2 separate regions of the Mus musculus genome follow, and region 2 is linked to region 1. The links are chromatin contacts, called in public HiCAR-type maps. All regions are on one chromosome and are shown on one strand. Each heading gives the region's core, a stretch centred on a gene start, on an enhancer-like site or on the middle of the called end of the contact. The rest is flanking DNA. Distances are from core to core; before and after follow the strand shown. Region 1 overlaps Sergef (secretion regulating guanine nucleotide exchange factor). Region 2 overlaps Sergef (secretion regulating guanine nucleotide exchange factor).

Region 1 (2,700 bases), core at 107-2,606:
GCGAGGAGGTGATGGGAAATGCCCTCATCAAGAGCCCTCACCCCTACATGGTGCAATGCTTACTTCTTTGTCAGCACGGCTGGCGAGTATAGACCACTGTTTGGACAGATGCTATGGTGGATGCTGCAGTAGGGGCATCTTTCAGATGTAGTTAATTAACACTTAAGACGTTTGACTTTAAGAAAAGTGGATTGCCCTTCCTCGCGGGGTGGGCCGCACTCAGTTGGCTAAAGCTTGTAAATCAAAGACAAGCTTCCACAGAAGAGGGAGTCCTCTCTCTGGACTCCCGCGCTGAGACACCGCCAAGTCTGCAGCCTTCCCACTCCGGACTAGGAGGCACTGTGGCTTCCTCTGCAGCTTCTAGATTTGCTACCCTCTCCTGAATTCCTGTGGGACTATCCATGTCTCTCACCAGTCCCCCGTGCTCCCCCACAGATAGAGACAGAGACAGAGATACAGCCAGAAGTTCTGATGGGCCCTTGATAAATACACATGTGCAGTTGGATGGCTTCACCTAGCTTTCCTCATCGAATGGTCCATGGGACCTGAGGAGCAGGTTTTGCTACTCTTTTTTATTTTATCTATCTATCCATTTATTTACTTATTTACTTATTTATTTTTGCAGTGCGGATGTGGAGCTTGGTGAGTCTGACTCTAAAGCCACAGCCTGTCAGTCTCACCACTGGGCCATGACCAAGCAGACTTTCTCGCAGGAAAGCTGAGACAGGATTCCTGCCCAAAGTAGTTCTTCTATAGATCTTTCAGAGTTTCCCCCTTTCAGGATGCAGTAAACACCAAGGGGCCTAGGGAGTTTCTCATTCAGGAGGGAGACAACTCATGATCACAAAGCAAGACCCCCATTCCTCCCTGGGATCTGTCTCAGACATAGGGTCCTGGTCTTCAAGTTCTTCAAGGTTTTATCATGTTTAATCCGGGCCATTTAGCATCCAAGGATGTTGTTTCTTGAGTAAACCAATGCTTGGGCAGAAAACGAGCATCTTTCCTCTTGAAAGCAAGCCTGGATGCAAGATGCTCCAGAAATCCATTTGGCGGTTGCTGAGAGGCGGGGAGAGTGTGCAGGCTGCTGAAATGATGAGCCAATGGGGCAGTGCTAGGGACGACTGAGCAAGAGGCTGCTGCAGCTCTGCTTCCTTCAGACCCAGTTCCCTCCGTAGCGGTATCTTGTGCCTCGGTTCCTGGAGACCAGGCAGCAGCACTATCCTCTTGGGAAGGGTCCTTACAGCCCTCTTTCTTTACCCTCCCACCACCACATAACCAAAGCCTGACCCAGCACAGCTGACACTGGAGGCATTGTCAGGAAGTTTACTAAATGCTGGGGGCAGAGGGAAGGAACGCCACAGCAATACACACGTCCTCCAGCAAGTGGCTACCAAGAGAAGTTTCAACTCTCCTTCTTACGGCCAGGGACAGAGATGGCAGCCTGTGTCTCCCAGCATGAAGGCAAAGGCTTCAAAAACCTCTGACCTGTTAGCTGTGACGGATGGAGGGTTAGATACATTTCTTACTTTCTAGGAGTTTCAAATTGCATATCTATTAAGCAAGAAATCAGCAAAGAGATCATTCCTCTTGAGGCGGTTATAAGGAACAGGGACAACAACAAACAGCACACCTGAAGCACATCAGGGGAAGAAAACATTTACCTAGCCCTGTGTTGTGCCCGGTGCTGTGCCCCATGCTGTGCCCCGTGCTGTGCCCCGTGCTGTGCCCGGTGCTGCATATATACATCTGTTATTGTTCACAAAACTTTCATGAGATACACAAATACATTCAATCCACTTTAGAGCCAAAGAAATTGAGGAAGTGAGAAACTGAGGGGGTGAAAATAGACTTTGGATAAACCCAGGCTGGGTAGAGATGGGGTTAGCCCAGGTTGAGCTGCTCACAGCTCTGGCTCTGCAGCGAGTGCCACGCCTTCCCTCACACCTGCCTCCTTCTCCTCCTCCAAGTCCTCAGTGTCACCCTCCAAGCTCCAGGCACTAAGGCTTCTGAAAGGACGGCCTAATCGCGTGACTCCTCGATTCAAAAATCCTCCTCTGAGGTCAGGAGGAGGGTAGTGCTTTGCATGTGTGAGCAGGAAGCCTTAACTCTATGCACGGGTGTGTATGCGTGTGTGTGTGTGGGGGGGGTGTATATGCGTGTGTGTGTGTGTGTGTGTGTATGTGTGTGTGTGTGTGTGTTTGTGTGTGTGTGTGTATACACACAGGTGTGTCTATGCACCTGTGTGTACATGGCTGTGTATACGTAGGTGTGTGTGTGCATATGTGTGCACACAGGCGTGTGAGTGGAGGTCAGAAGACAGATTATTGGAGTTGGTTCATTCTATCTTGAAGATCTCAGGGATGAATCTCAGGTTGTCAAGCTTGGGAGAAGGTACCTTTACCTGCTGAGCCATCTAATTGTCCCTTGCCAACTGATGATTATTTTTTTCACGTGAAGTCAACGACTGTCTCTGAGACTGGAGCCCAGATATCTCCACCTTTGCCCAGATTTCTCCAAGTGGAGCATGCAGCCTTCCATAGAATCCCAACAGCTCTGTGATAGCGTTGCTCTCCCGTGATCTGATCTGTCTGGTGATACCTGGCTCCCATGCTACATTGTCAACACATCTGGGTGTGAAGACTCCTTTCTCATGTCTGAACATTTTAAGACCTTTCCATACATACGAAACCAACACCACAC
Region 2 (2,837 bases), core at 41-2,540, 73 kb after region 1:
AGGTTAACTGAGCCTAGTGTTCCTTCCCTAACGTGTGGCTTATGGGTGAAGAACATCAGGTAAGCTCCTGACTTCACACACAGGACTAAAAAGCCAAAGGGGACTTGATGTTCTCCCAGCGAGCGGCATTAGAAACAAGGCATGATGTGGTTCTAACAGCACAGGGCAGGCCCACTTTTTCTGTCTATGCCTTAGCTTGCCTATCTCTACACCGAGCAGTGTGGATAGCAGATCCTTATGGTTCCAGGCAGCCTCCCATTCTGAGACAGACTCCAGTTCTATGCTACCACGGAGGCCACCGGCCTCCACAAGGCAGTCCTGAGATCTGCACGGCAAGCTCTGACCAGTTTTCCTCCATCTCTTCTTCTCTTGACCGAGTCCTCGATGCCTTCAAGAAGGTTCCCCTAGTCCCCTCTGGCGTAATCACTCACTTCTCTCTCTGGGAGCTCAGCACAAGAAGGTGACATAATTGGGGGAGAGGAGGGAGAGAGTTAAGGAAGGGGCAGGCGGAAACATGGGAATAGGAGGAACACTACCGGCCCCTCTGCTCATATTCCACTGTGTACCCCTATCAAACCCAGCTAGCCAGCTCATTACAGTACTAGTCCTGGGAATCCAAAAGCCTTGATGGTTTAGAAAGCCAGTGGCTAAGGATTCCAACTGAACCCTTCTCTGGCATTGTTTCTGAGCCAAAAGCCACCCCCATCCCAGGTTGTCAGGTATAACAGCTTTGTCCATCCACAGAGGAAGCAGAAGGCAAATTGGCCACAGGAGCAAGCACCTGCAGAGGGGGAGGGGAGCTGCAGCATTGAGCTGGTGGGGGCAGGGTGCTCGGCGCTGAGGCTCAGGCTGTGGGAGACAGTGCCATGCTGTGGCCACCTGCCGCCTCTGCGCTGCCTTCCGCAGCCTCTGCAGGTACCGAGCGAGCTCAAGTGAGGCCTGCTTCCTGACCCACTTTCCTCCCCATCTCTATTTAGCTGTTCACTGGTGATGCTCCTGGCATGCCAATCAGATACTGCAGCCGGCAGTGCAGCTTGTTACAACAAATCCACGGCTCCTAGTAAACTCAGTGGAAAAGTACTGCACCGAGCAGCCTAATTAAGCTGACGCAGTTTCCACGGCCACACAAGGAAAAGACAGGACCGAGGAAGGGGCTGGGGGTGGGGGGGGGGGCATGAGGTAGGGGCTGGTGAAGCCGACTGTGGTTGTAAGACACTTGAAGGAGGAGACTTTTCAGCCCAAGTTCTCTAGATCCAGAGCCCTGGAAGAGCCTCTGAATGTGCAGAGAAGGACTAGACTTCAGGTCTGCAGGCTGCACTGCCCTCCCTCACGCTGTGACCTTGGGCAAACTATTCCTATGGAGGGACGGGAGGGGGGGGGGGACGGGGGATGGGGGGGGGACGGGGGGGGGAGCACGACAGGGAATATCGAGCTTGACTGTTGTTAAAACAGACTGTGAGTCTTATTCTCCAGACTGTCAAACTGTCAAACTTATGACAAAAGAAAAAGAAAAACAGAAAAAAGAATCATGAACTGTCACTGGGCCCCATGAAAGAACAGAGCCAGAGACTTCCTTTCTGGTTCCCTTTTGGCTGCCCGCTTATTGTGACCTTGGGCAAACCACGTGAACTCTAGACATTTCGAAGCCTTCATCAGATGAAGAGGCTGGATGGACCCTGGTGGGTGGTGGTGGGGGCAACTCCAATGCCAGTGCTCCACTTGAGTCCATAAAAGGCTGAGGGCATCAGCCCTGTCCTCCCAGCACCACCTTGTATGGTTACCCACACCAGACCTTGTTTTCTCTGGGCAGGAAGGAGTAGCCCGTTCTTGCCCTTCTGTTGAAAAATTTAGTCTAGCAATGCAAAGCAGCAGTGTGTCTCTCCTTGCTTTTCTTTAGACAACTTGGCAACTCTGGCTGTGAGGTCACCTTGTCCCCAGTACCCCTGCTGCTGAGACAGGAGTGAGGATGAACTGCAGGGATGCTGAGAGGCACACGTGGAAGGGATACCACAGAACACTGAGCCTCTCTCCTCAGGACTGCGCAGGCCAGGGTGGTTGGGCATGCAGAACCAGCCAAGAAGCAAGTGTCAGGTGAAGGAAGAACATGGAGACAGGGAGGCAGAGACATGGCAGGGTGAGGCAGAACAGCTCTGGGTTTGACAGACCCATCAGAGGCTACATGAAGCCACTTCCTGCATGTCGGAATCCGTTATTTGATATCACTACCACAACCTTTGCTCAACTTGGTCTCGGTCACTGCCACAGTCCCTTCACCCCACCACCACTATTCTAGGCTGACTACTCCTCCGCTACAGCTCTCGCCAGCACACGATGCCCTGTCCCCATTAAAGTATCTCCTTGTACCTTACCTACAACTCCCCAACCACCACTGCCACCCACCCACCCACCCACTGAAGCAATTTCAACTCATCCCTTGGGCTCAACCCTGTCTGTTCCAGAAAGACACGTCTGCTCCCTGAATCTGGATTACACATACTCTCCTCCTGCTCTTGAATGAACATCTTCTATTTCTGCCATCATCATTTTTGCTGTAGTAAATGTTGAGAGTCCCTGATTCCTTGGACCTTCCAATGCTTAACTACCAGGCATCCATTTCAGGAGTGGTTGGTGATGGAGCTAGAGTTGGCTGGGTGTTACGGTCACTTGTGGCTCTTACAGAGAACCTGTATTTGGTTCCCAGCACTGAAACAATGGCTCACAAGCATCCCTAACTCCAGTCCCAGGATGTACATACATACATACATACATATATACATACATTCAGGCAAAATAGTCATACGCATAAAACAAGTAAATGTTTAAAAAATGAAAGGAAG

The links. HiCAR-type assays count read pairs that join an accessible place to other places.
Region 2: a contact with region 1 is called in a HiCAR-type map of PVALB interneurons, with 1.8 times the contacts expected there. The contact joins two enhancer-like sites. A contact is called at or near these places in 2 of 484 Hi-C or Micro-C datasets (B cells and nephron progenitors) and 3 of 115 datasets of contacts at active chromatin or transcription factors (PVALB interneurons, double positive thymocytes and embryonic stem cells).

Annotation. Positions count from the first base shown.
Region 1 is chr7:46,461,380-46,464,079 of GRCm38.p6, forward strand. All of the region lies in intron 10 of Sergef (secretion regulating guanine nucleotide exchange factor), which reads right to left. Among named protein-coding and RNA genes, the nearest start is that of Kcnc1, 66 kb to the left of the region's middle. Within about 2 kb of position 1,357, at least 13 of the 459 cell types and tissues checked have an H3K27ac peak or open chromatin away from gene starts, as enhancers often do. A contact at or near this core is called in PVALB interneurons, where this site is marked.
Region 2 is chr7:46,534,696-46,537,532 of GRCm38.p6, forward strand. The region is part of intron 9 of Sergef (secretion regulating guanine nucleotide exchange factor); the gene reads right to left. Among named protein-coding and RNA genes, the nearest start is that of Sergef, 100 kb to the right of the region's middle. Within about 2 kb of position 1,291, at least 48 of the 459 cell types and tissues checked have an H3K27ac peak or open chromatin away from gene starts, as enhancers often do. A contact at or near this core is called in PVALB interneurons, where this site is marked.